Regions from separate parts of the Hordeum vulgare genome. Here region 2 is linked to region 1. Evidence: chromatin contacts called from public Hi-C data. All regions are on one chromosome and are shown on one strand. The core of a region is the stretch at or near the end of the contact, and the rest is flanking DNA. Distances in the headings are between cores, read along the strand shown. Region 1 holds the start of LOC123409935 (putative 1-phosphatidylinositol-3-phosphate 5-kinase FAB1C). Region 2 holds the start of LOC123412623.

Region 1 (5,277 bases), core at 1,862-4,361:
GGTGACTATAAAGATGCTCTACAGGTATCTCCGAAGGTGTTAGTTGAGTTAGTATGGATCAAGACTGGGATTTGTCACTCCGTGTGACGGAGAGGTATCTCGGGGCCCACTCGGTAATACAACATCACACACAAGCCTTGCAAGCAGTGTAACTTAGTGTAAGTTGCGGGATCTTGTATTACGGAACGAGTAAAGAGACTTGCCGGTAAACGAGATTGAAATAGGTATACAGATACTGACGATCGAATCTCGGGCAAGTAACATACCGAAGGACAAAGGGAATGACATACGGGATTATACGAATCCTTGGCACTGAGGTTCAAACGATAAGATCTTCGTATAATATGTAGGATCCAATATGGGCATCCAGGTCCCGCTATTGGATATTGACCGAGGAGTCTCTCGGGTCATGTCTACATAGTTCTCGAACCCGCAGGGTCTGCACACTTAAGGTTCGACGTTGTTTTATGCGTATTTGAGTTATATGGTTGGTTACCGAATGTTGTTCGGAGTCCCGGATGAGATCACGGACGTCACGAGGGTTTCCGGAATGGTCCGGAAACGAAGATTGATATATAGGATGACCTCATTTGATTACCGGAAGGTTTTCGGAGTTACCGGGAATGTACCGGGAATGACGAAAGGGTTCCGGGAGTTCACCGGGGGGGGGGGGGGGAACCCACCCCGGGGAAGCCCATAGGCTTTGGGGAGACACATCAGCCCTTAGTGGGCTGGTGGGACAGCCCCAAAAGGGCCTATGCGCCAAGAGAAGGAAATCAAAGGAAAAGAAAAAAAAAGAGGGAAGAAGTGAGAAGGGAGGGGGACTCCTCCCACCAAACCAAGTCCAACTCGGTTTGGGGGGGGGAGTCCTCCCCCCCTTGGCTCGGCCGACCCCTTGGGAGTCCCTTGGACCCCAAGGCAAGGTCCCCCTCCCTCCTCCTATATATATGGGGCTTTTAGGGCAGATTTGAGACGACTTTCTCACGGCTGCCCGACCACATACCTCCATAGTTTTTCCTCTAGATCGCGTTTCTGCGGAGCTCGGGCGGAGCCCTGCTGAGACGAGATCATCACCAACCTCCGGAGAGCCGTCACGCTGCCGAAGAACTCTTCTACCTCTCCGTCTCTCTTGCTGGATCAAGAAGGCCGAGATCATCGTCGAGCTGTACGTGTGCTGAACGCGGAGGTGCCGTCTGTTCGGTACTAGATCGTGGGACTGATCGCGGGATTGTTCGCGGGGCGGATCGAGGGACGTGAGGACGTTCCACTACATCAACCGCGTTCTCTAACGCTTCTGCTGTACGATCTACAAGGGTACGTAGATCACTCATCCCCTCTCGTAGATGGACATCACCATGATAGGTCTTCGTGCGCGTAGGAAATTTTTTGTTTCCCATGCACGTTCCCCAACAACCACCGGCGGCGGCTGGGAGGGGTGGGAGGAGGGAGAAGGGTGGGTGGGGGCAGAGTGGTTGACTCGGGCCAAGGCGGGCCCGCGCGGCCCAGATCTGAGCGCCCCCAGCTCTGCCGCTCGCTGCAGCGGCCGGCAGCCGCCGTAGCAGCGCCTCCGCGCACACGCACCGCGCCATCTCGACCTCTCCTGCACGCGGACAGCTTTCCGACGCGCCACCACACGCTCCCACTGCTCCAGCGCGCGAGCACATTCCCACCGCTCCAGCGCGCGAGCACGCAAACAAGGGCCCCGTCGCCGCCGTCCACCGACGAGGGCTTCACCCACCAGCATCCTCCGGCGGCGACGAGGGGAGGGAGGGGGCTTGGGTGGCGGCTAGGGTTTCGCCGCCCGAGTCGCCCCTGGGAGCGACGCGGGGGCCGAGTCTTCCTAATCCAGCAGCTTCCGAGCATAAGAATTGGTTTTCATTTTATTTTACTGTCAATGAGGGTCTATTTGAGCTTGGGAGCAGCGTATTGCTTGACCCCCCTTTTCTCAAGAAATTCTTATACACTAATGTCTTTGAACTCGGTTTCTTGTCGCTCCTTGTAACAAAGATAAGCAAATTGAGTTGGCATTGAGATCTTCTTGGGAAAAAAGATTTCATGTGTCTCGCGCTTCTCCTTAAGAAAATATATCCAACTGAAAAAGAGAAATATGAACTACAATACCATGTTTATTACCGTTGATGCTTTGGCAAGCGATGAGATAAAAATGATCCATGTGAAGGAACTACAATGGGTATTATTTGTAATGATGCTCTTGAATCTTGATGGATGAGGCTTATAGTCACATCTTCTTACATTTAACAATAATTTCAAGGTTACAAAATGGACATTAATAATACTATTATAACTTGATGATGACTAAGGCTTAAGAACGCGGGCGTGATTGAAATTAGTGAGTCATCACAATTTTTTCTACGACTTGTGATACAATTTCATATTTTGTGTTCCATATATTTTCTTGAATTTTCATGTGGAATATACAGTATATGTTACTGAAATTGTAACATACTTTTACTATACTCGCCGTTTGTTCTTTGGGGACAACATGTCCTTATTTGACAAAATCACGAAATATGCGGTTAAATGACGCTCAAGGTTTATCAACACGAAAATGACATCGAAAGACCTTGAGCAATCAAAACAGAACACAACGCACATGTTGCAAAGTCTCAACAGGGAACAACTTTTGTCAAATGGAAGAAAATAACTTTTGAACATAGAGAAAAGGCAACTCAAACCCACAATCCGGATTTTGCTTCACCACAATAACATAGTACTGCCTAGCTCCATCACAATTTAATTTAATTCATAAAAGGAAAGAAACACAATATATTTTTTCTCTGATTTTTTTCCCATCAAGAGATACAAGTCCTGGGTTTTTTTCCTACTATAAAAAAGACAGAAGTCAAAAGAAAGGTAGTAAAAGGAAAGAAGATAAGCGAATTAAAAGGCAGGAAAAACAAAAAAACCAAAACCAACGGCACCCACCGAACTCTTTCTTTTTTTTCCCCACCTTTCTCCTACCGCGCTTACCTTTTTCTCTACTCTATATCTTCCTCCATTCCCCTCACACGCAAAAGCTTCCCTTCCATGGGCACCTTCCCCTCACCCCCCTCCGCCTCCCCCTACCCTGGACTCCGCTCGCCCGCCGCCGCCGCCGCCGCCGCCGCCGCCGCCTCCCTCCCGCAGCAGCTGCTTGACCGTGGAGCCTCGGGCGATGCTGCCGCCCTCTTGCCCGCCACATGCTCGAGGAAATGCCTCGGATGTGCAGATCCCAAGAAACGCTAGGACTAGGCGCTTTGCGGGGTCCCTTTTAGCTCCCCTCTAACGGTTTGTGGCTCCTGGTTTTGGCGTGCTTTGTTTTCCCGTGATTTGTGGTGTGTAATTTGGTACAGGGTCTACTGTGAAATCAAGAAGTTGCTAGGTTTGGGCCTCCTCGGCAGTTGTTTTTTCGTGGTTTTTGCTGCTTTTATGGGAGTTCCCGTCGCGCGGAAGTCCGATTCTTGGGTGACCGACCTTGCGATGACGGACTGCGGCGGCGGCGACCGCTCCGACCTCGGCGTCCGGCCTATTAACGGTGGCCGAGGTGCCCCCATGGAGCAGCGTGGTGACGGGTTGGACGGGGCTCCGATGTCCCCACCGGAGCGTGTCCCGACACCGTCTTCCTCGAGGTCTGCTGGGTGGCGGCGTTTCTCCTCACCTGGTCCTCTCCGATGCTCAACGCCAGGGTGGGTATTTGACTTCCTTGCATTCCCTGGAGGGCATAGCCTGATATGTTGACTGAATAAAATTTGTTGGATGTAGGAGTATTGGTTATGAAGACGGCGAGGACTCAGACCGAGGCCGGTATTTCTCCCCGGGCAGTGAGTTTTCTCAAGATACTTCTGATACGGATTCCGTGAGCACAAATATTAGTAGGCTGTACACATTCAGGTTGGGAAATTCGAGCCCGTTATATAGTCCTATGAAACGATCCGGACAAGTAGGCACAAGTCCTCCCTCCGGGATAAATGGTCATGCCAGCCAAAATTCTCCTCTATACTCTTTGAATTCTGGTCATGGCTACGATGATGGTGATTATTTGATGGATTCACCCAATTGCCATGATGAACATCATGACAATATTATACAGCCAATTGATTTTGAGAGTAATAATGGACTCATATGGCATCCTCCACCGCCTCAAGATGAGGGTGATGACTCCGAAAACAGTTTCTTTCAATACAATGACGATGATGATGACAGCGCTATTGGTGATGGGAAGACCTTTGAACATGTTAACCATGAGTGCGGTGGTAGTGATGATTTACCAGGGACCAAAGGAAAACAGAATATAGCTCATAAAGAGTTCTTAAGGAACGCTCTACATGGGCATTTCAGGGCTCTTGTGTCCCAATTGCTCCAAGGTCATGGAGTTGACCTCGTGGATGGATGGTCGGACATAGTATCCTTATTAGCATGGCAGGCAGCTACCTTTGTGCAGCCAGATACAAGCAAAGGTGGTAGCATGGATCCCACCAACTATGTCAAAGTTAAATGTGTAGCGTCAGGGACTCCCAATGATAGGTACGCCCTATAACGATTCAGCTGTGTTGAGTGATTATATGATATTTTTCATGCCATCTTCGGAGCTAAATGATTATTCATCTGTTTATTTGCAGTACTTTCATTAAAGGTGTTGTTTGTTCTAAGAATGTAAAGCATAAACGCATGGTGTCAAAGCATGAGAATCCTAGAATTCTTCTTTTGGGAGGAGCACTGGAACATCAAAAGGTTACAAACAAACTAGCATCAATAAACAGCATTCTTGAACAGGTAATGCCTCCATTCTTTGTCAGCTGAAGTGTATTTATCCTAATAGCTCTCAGTATGTCCGTAGTTGACATTAAAAGTGTGATATGTACAGGAAAAGGAATATCTTAAGAATGCTGTTGCAAAGATAGAGGCCCAACGACCTCATGTCTTGCTGGTTGAAAAGAGCGTGCCGATGTATGCTCAACAGCTTCTTGCAAAAGATATCTCTTTAGTACTGAATGTCAAGAGATCACTTCTAGAACGGATATCACGCTGCACAGGTGCTAAAATTGCTTCATCCATTGACAATGTCACTTCAGCAAGACTTGGACAGTGCCAAGCTTTCTGGATTGAAAGAGTTGCAGAATCTTTAGCTCCGAAGGATAACAGAAAATCTATCAAGACACTGATGTTCTTTGATGGCTGTCCAAGACGCCTGGGCTGCACGGTAATGCACATAGAACTGTTTGCTACCTTTAAAGATCTTGTTCCATTCCATAAAAAAATGAAGGGTCAATTCTCATC
Region 2 (5,277 bases), core at 1,687-4,186, 560 kb before region 1:
ATCGCCTCCTCCAACCCACACGAGACGACACTCCAGTCGACGAATCCAGACTGGTTGGAGTCAGATCCCGTCTTGTCGGAGAAGACCGCAGATCATCGGGCGAGAGCTAGGGTGGCGGAGCGGAGGGAAGTGGATTGAAATGGATGGGTTAGGATTTGGTCCGGAAAGATGACCGGAACGAATATATGTGGGATTGGATAGACCAACATGGCCGGATCCGATGTGGCGGACGCGCGCGGGCACGCCCGGACGCCCTCATATTTGCCCTAGATTTGGATTAGATATGAGGAGTGCCGGTCAGTTCAGGTGTTTGAGGCCTGTTTGAGGCGTCCGTTTTGGTTGCACTTTCGTGATTGGTCACTAATCGGGCCGTCCACCAAAAAATTTGAGGCGAGTGGCTCGGTGAGGTGAGTAGTGTGGTCTTCTTCTCCCTACTCCCCCTCCAGACCCCACCTTGCATCACCTCCCTAGACGGCGACCAGGACGGCTCGCCCGCCTCTTCTCTTCTCCCCCCTTTCGTCCTCTCTCCCCCGTCGCCGCCAGAGGGTGCCCCCGGATCTGGCCAGGTGGTTTTGACGGCGTCGGGATTTCCTTTCCCCCGCGCGCGGGGCCCTTCCCGGGGATAGGTTCGACAGCGGGGGCAGCTCGACAAGCGACGGTGTGATGTCGTGGCGGCAGGGCCTGGCGGCACGTGTAGCGCTGATGCTGCCCTTGGCAGGAGGGCGCCTTGGTGGCGCTGGTCCGACGGCGCGACCACGACCCGAATTAGGGCCTTGAGGGCCCCATCCGAGTCCTAGCGGGCCGACATGGACGGGGAGCAGCGACCCCGACGGCATGCCTTCTGCAGCGCGATGGCGGGAGCTTCACGGGCGTTTCAGTGCCTGACCGGGCCTGTAGACCCACTGTCTTGGTATGCTCGTGCTATTGCGTCCGATCAGATCCTGTCACTGACGGGGGAGCTTGGGCTCCGGCGTGCTGACGGTGTTGCTGCTCCGAGTGTCGACTCATCTTCTTTGTTGTGCAGGTCCTACTACGTGGTGCCGTAGTGAGACAACGTGGGAAGCTTCATGATCGTGTTGGCGTAAGGTGGTGGTCGGTTTGGTGGCGAGCTCCGGAGCGTCCGAGGTGAAGGTTGAGATCGAGAGAAATCCATGCGGGCCTGGTCGACATCGACGCGGTGGCGCCTGAGGGTGCCGCCAGAACTTCCTAAAGGGCGTCGAGGGCTACCGTACCTCTCTCTTCGTCGCGTACCAGGGAAACCCTTGGCAGCGTCATCGTCATGGCCGCGTCCCTTCATGGGGGTGTTGATTGGTGCCGGCGCTTCGAAGTCTTGAAGCTTGGTTGGAGATCTTCGATGGACGCAGTGGTCACGAGGCTTCTTCATTTTTATTGATTCACCGTTGTCGGCATTTCTTCTTTTTTTATACTCGCTCCGTCTTAAAATTCTCGTCTTAGATTTGTGTAGAAATGAATGTATCTAGTCACATTTTAGTATTTAAATACATTTATTTTTAAACAAACTTAAGACAAGAGTTTTGGGACGGAGGGAGTATAACATATTTCTGTCCCAATAACTATAGTTAATTGTATTGATTGGTTGTTTTTTAATAAAAGGGGAGGAAAGCTTATTATCTGATATCTGAGGCGGGTTTGAGACGTCTTCTTAACAGTAGAAAGTTGACCACGTTATAAATTTCACGACGGAAACTCGATCGGTTGAGACATGCATTTACGGAAGGATGACATGTGCTTGCTGCGGAAGGGCCGGCCACAGTCCCACAGACGGCAACGGCCGCGCGCGTCCGTCCGCCCGCATGCAGATCCACAACGAGACACGACGGTTGCCGTGGATCACCGGACTCCTCCCGGCACCCGATCCAGCGAAGCGGATCGGCGGAGCGCCGGCTAAGCTACAGCCGCATTAATACGATGCGGCCGGCTGACCCCGCCGCCGCCGCCGCATGACATTCCTCGGTCCGATCCCGTGCCGTGACGGGCGCAAGCAAAAAAGGAAGACCGTAATTGCACCGATCTGTGGCGTGAAGGACGCACCATCCGGGCGTCCGCCGTGGCGACCCCGGCGGTACGGTACACGTGTTGTTGCTGGACCGCCATTAACTCGCTAGCTATATGGCTTCGAGAACAATGAGACCGGGCCACGTACGAACCCACTTAATACAATGGAGGTTATATATTGGTTATTGGTGCAAGATCAACGTCCAGGGGTTTAAAACGGAGGCGATATATTTACAACGTCCAGGCGTACATGTAAAGTTGGCGATATATTTGGCCGCGCTCCTCGACTGGTCGAACTCGTGACGTTTGCTAGCACGGTAAAATGACGTGATCTGGTAGTACCGAGAGAGGAGAAGCTCTGCCACAGATCAGAAGCTGCTCGTGGTAATTATTACGGCCTCTGGCTAATTTCCTCCCACCAAATTAGGTACCGAGTCAGTTTTGCAGAGAAGGTACATCATTTACCTGGCTAATTTAAGTTTTACGCCTGCGGCATGCTTCCTCGGCTCTGCGCAGCCGAAGCAAACTCACCCTTTGCCGCTCTAAAATAACCCAAGCGTTCAGACAAGTACGTACAATTAGAGAGGTTAAAAAGATGGCAGTAACTGAGTTTTGCTTCGCTTCAAGTTCTTGGCTCTGATTCTGCAACTACGAGCTTAATTGGACGGTCAAAAACGTGTTTTTATCCTTCACTCGTTGTTAATTACACATGCATGCACTAGAACACACTTTAACCTCCTCGATCTCTTCCATTTCCATAGCGCTACTGCTATCTATGGCTTGGTGGGCGGCTAGCTAAGCTTTGTGGACGCCCAAGCAAAGAAAAAATAATATACTGCCCGTAGTTCAAGTCCACGTCAAGCTCACCACAACCTTTGACTCCCAAACCTTTCCCTGCCCCGCCCGTTTTAAATCCCCACACCCCACACGCACAAACACCGCAAGGAACCACGCGAACCCAACCGAACCGAACCCACGCCGCGGCTCACCACGCCTCGCACCGCCGCCGGGAAGAAAGCGTAGCGTGGGAGGAAGGACCGGCGGCCGGCAGGCAATGGGCAACAGCATCGGCGGCCGGCGCAAGGGCGCCAAGGTGATGCAGCTGGACGGCACAGCCTTCAGGGTGAAGCCGCCGGCGCAGGCGGGGGCGGTGCTGCGCGACCACCCGGGCTTCCAGCTGCTCGAGTCGGAGCAGGTCAAGCTGCTCGGCGTGCGCGCGCGCCCGCTCGACCACGACGCGCCGCTCCGCCCGGGCCGGCTCTACTTCCTCGTGGCGCTGCCACGCCCCACCGTGCCCCCGCGCCGCGCCTGGTCCGGCGCGCTCCACGTCGGCGCGCGCGAGAGGCTCGAGTCGCTCATGCTCACGCGCCGCTCCACCTCCGACCTCACCTTCCCGACCTCGGCCGGCGCCGGCACCGCGCCGTCCTCCCCGATGTCCTCCGCCTCCGAGGGCGGGCCGGTCCAGCTCAGGATGCGCCTGCCCAAGGCGCAGGTCGCCAAGCTCATGGGCGAGAGCCGGGACGCCGCCGAGGCGGCCGCTAAGATCATGCAGCTCTGCGCCGCCAACGGCGCTGTCACGCCGGAGCGTAGCCCGCGGTTCCTGCCGACGGCGGACTGGGGCACTGGAGGGTTCGCGCAGACGCCAGAGCGGAGCCCGCGGTTCGTGCCGACGCCGGACTGGGGCGCCGGCAGGTTTGCGCAGACCCCGGAGCGGAGTCCCAGGTTCGCCGCAACGCCCGAGTGGGGTGCCAGGTTCATGATGCAGGCACCGGAGAGGGGCGCAGAGACGGCGAAGACGCCGGATAGGTGGTCCCCTTTACCCCGCACGCCGGAGTATGCAGCAGCGGACGTCAAGGCTAGCCGGAAGGAGGTAATGCACTGCTTCTTTCAAAGTTTTTTTATTAAAAAATATTATCTTCATTATTTTGACAAAAGAGCCATGTTATTAAGGTCTGAATCAAATAACTTGATTGCAATCTTCAAAAAAACTGTATAAATTGGTACTTTTGTAAAGCTTTCCTGCATTTCAAAAACATACAAAAATCTGAGCAAAGGAAAAACGTTTTTTTCTCCTCCCAGCGAATGCGGTCTTTCATTGGCCGGTCAAGATAATAGTGCGTAAGTTTTCACTGAAAAGTATGCATGAAAACACTATTTATTTTTTGAAAAAGAAAATTAACAATACTCCATGTTTAATGTAAACTAGATAAATGGTCTGCACAATTTACCCAACAAGATTTCTTATGAGGTTTATCTTCCACTAATTCATACCATTATTATCAAATTTTAAATATGACGTGCAAATAATTCTTTTCTTCCACTCGATTTGTGTCCGAATGTCTAAAGAAACCATAGCGACATAGCGTGGGATCTTCAATCCCTCAAAACATATATCTTGTCAGAAAGAGTTTCTCTCACCAAAGATAGCCAAGGTAAATGCCCGGAAAAAAATCCCTCCATTCCATGATTCCTGTCACGGTTTTGAAATAAAATCGCGACAAGTCGCACTAAAACCACGACAATAAGATGGACAAAGAAACGAGTTTAGTTCATTTAAGTTGGGAAACATTTTCGGAACCTGGGTTGAGCTGTAGACCTATTTTTAATTAGATAAAATAAAAGTCACCTTAAGTAAAAAAGAACAAGAGAAGTTCACTCATTTGGATACTAGATCTGAAGACGCCTCTTTAAAAACCATTTGGAACCTATGTGAAAATTACAAAATGGCTTTAGGCAGCCCGATCTACAGTACAAGTTAGGAGACTCGAAAGCAAGATTTTGCTCATATTGAAAAAATGGGTTTATCTCGCATGGTTTTTAGACTGGAATTAGGGTGATTCGTAAGTTGTCATCAATATAAGAAAACACAGAAAACATAGAAAATATCCCTATGCGATTTGATCCCTACGTGTACAATGGGCCACCATCTGGAGCTGTTGCCCAGATGTAAAGGCCGGGGGTTTTCCTTCTTTTCAAAAAAAAAAAATCTGGAGTTGTTAATGGTGTGACGGAGCAGTATTTTCGGCCGATGCAGATGTGTCTTAAGTATTGAGTAGCGTGTTTGAGGTTTTTCTTGACACGTTACCATGCTAGTTATCTGTTGGCGATAAATTCTAGGATTTGACTGGTTGGGTGATCATACAAAATACAGTTGCTTGTCATACTCCTACTTGAATATCTAGAGGCATGAGACCATTCTTACTTTCTGGCGGCGGATCAAGCATAGCAGTAGCAGTCATAGATCTACCATGGAAAATGCTT

The links. Hi-C and Micro-C count contacts between places; a contact is called where the count stands out from the background.
Region 2: a Hi-C map of seedling shows a contact between it and region 1, with 9 times the contacts expected there. The contact joins the promoter of LOC123412623 here to the promoter of LOC123409935 in region 1. A contact is called at or near these places in 2 of 6 Hi-C or Micro-C datasets (leaf and seedling).

Annotation. Positions count from the first base shown.
Region 1 is chr7H:112,706,388-112,711,664 of MorexV3_pseudomolecules_assembly, reverse strand. LOC123409935 (putative 1-phosphatidylinositol-3-phosphate 5-kinase FAB1C) reads left to right here and starts at 3,111. Exons shown (of 11, transcript XM_045102804.1): 1 at 3,111-3,686; 2 at 3,763-4,524; 3 at 4,620-4,773; 4 at 4,865-5,200. The coding sequence starts at 3,430. It also overlaps the pseudogene LOC123409936.
Region 2 is chr7H:113,262,425-113,267,701 of MorexV3_pseudomolecules_assembly, reverse strand. It overlaps LOC123412623, which reads left to right and starts at 2,936. Exons shown (of 2, transcript XM_045105573.1): 1 at 2,936-3,886. The coding sequence starts at 3,071.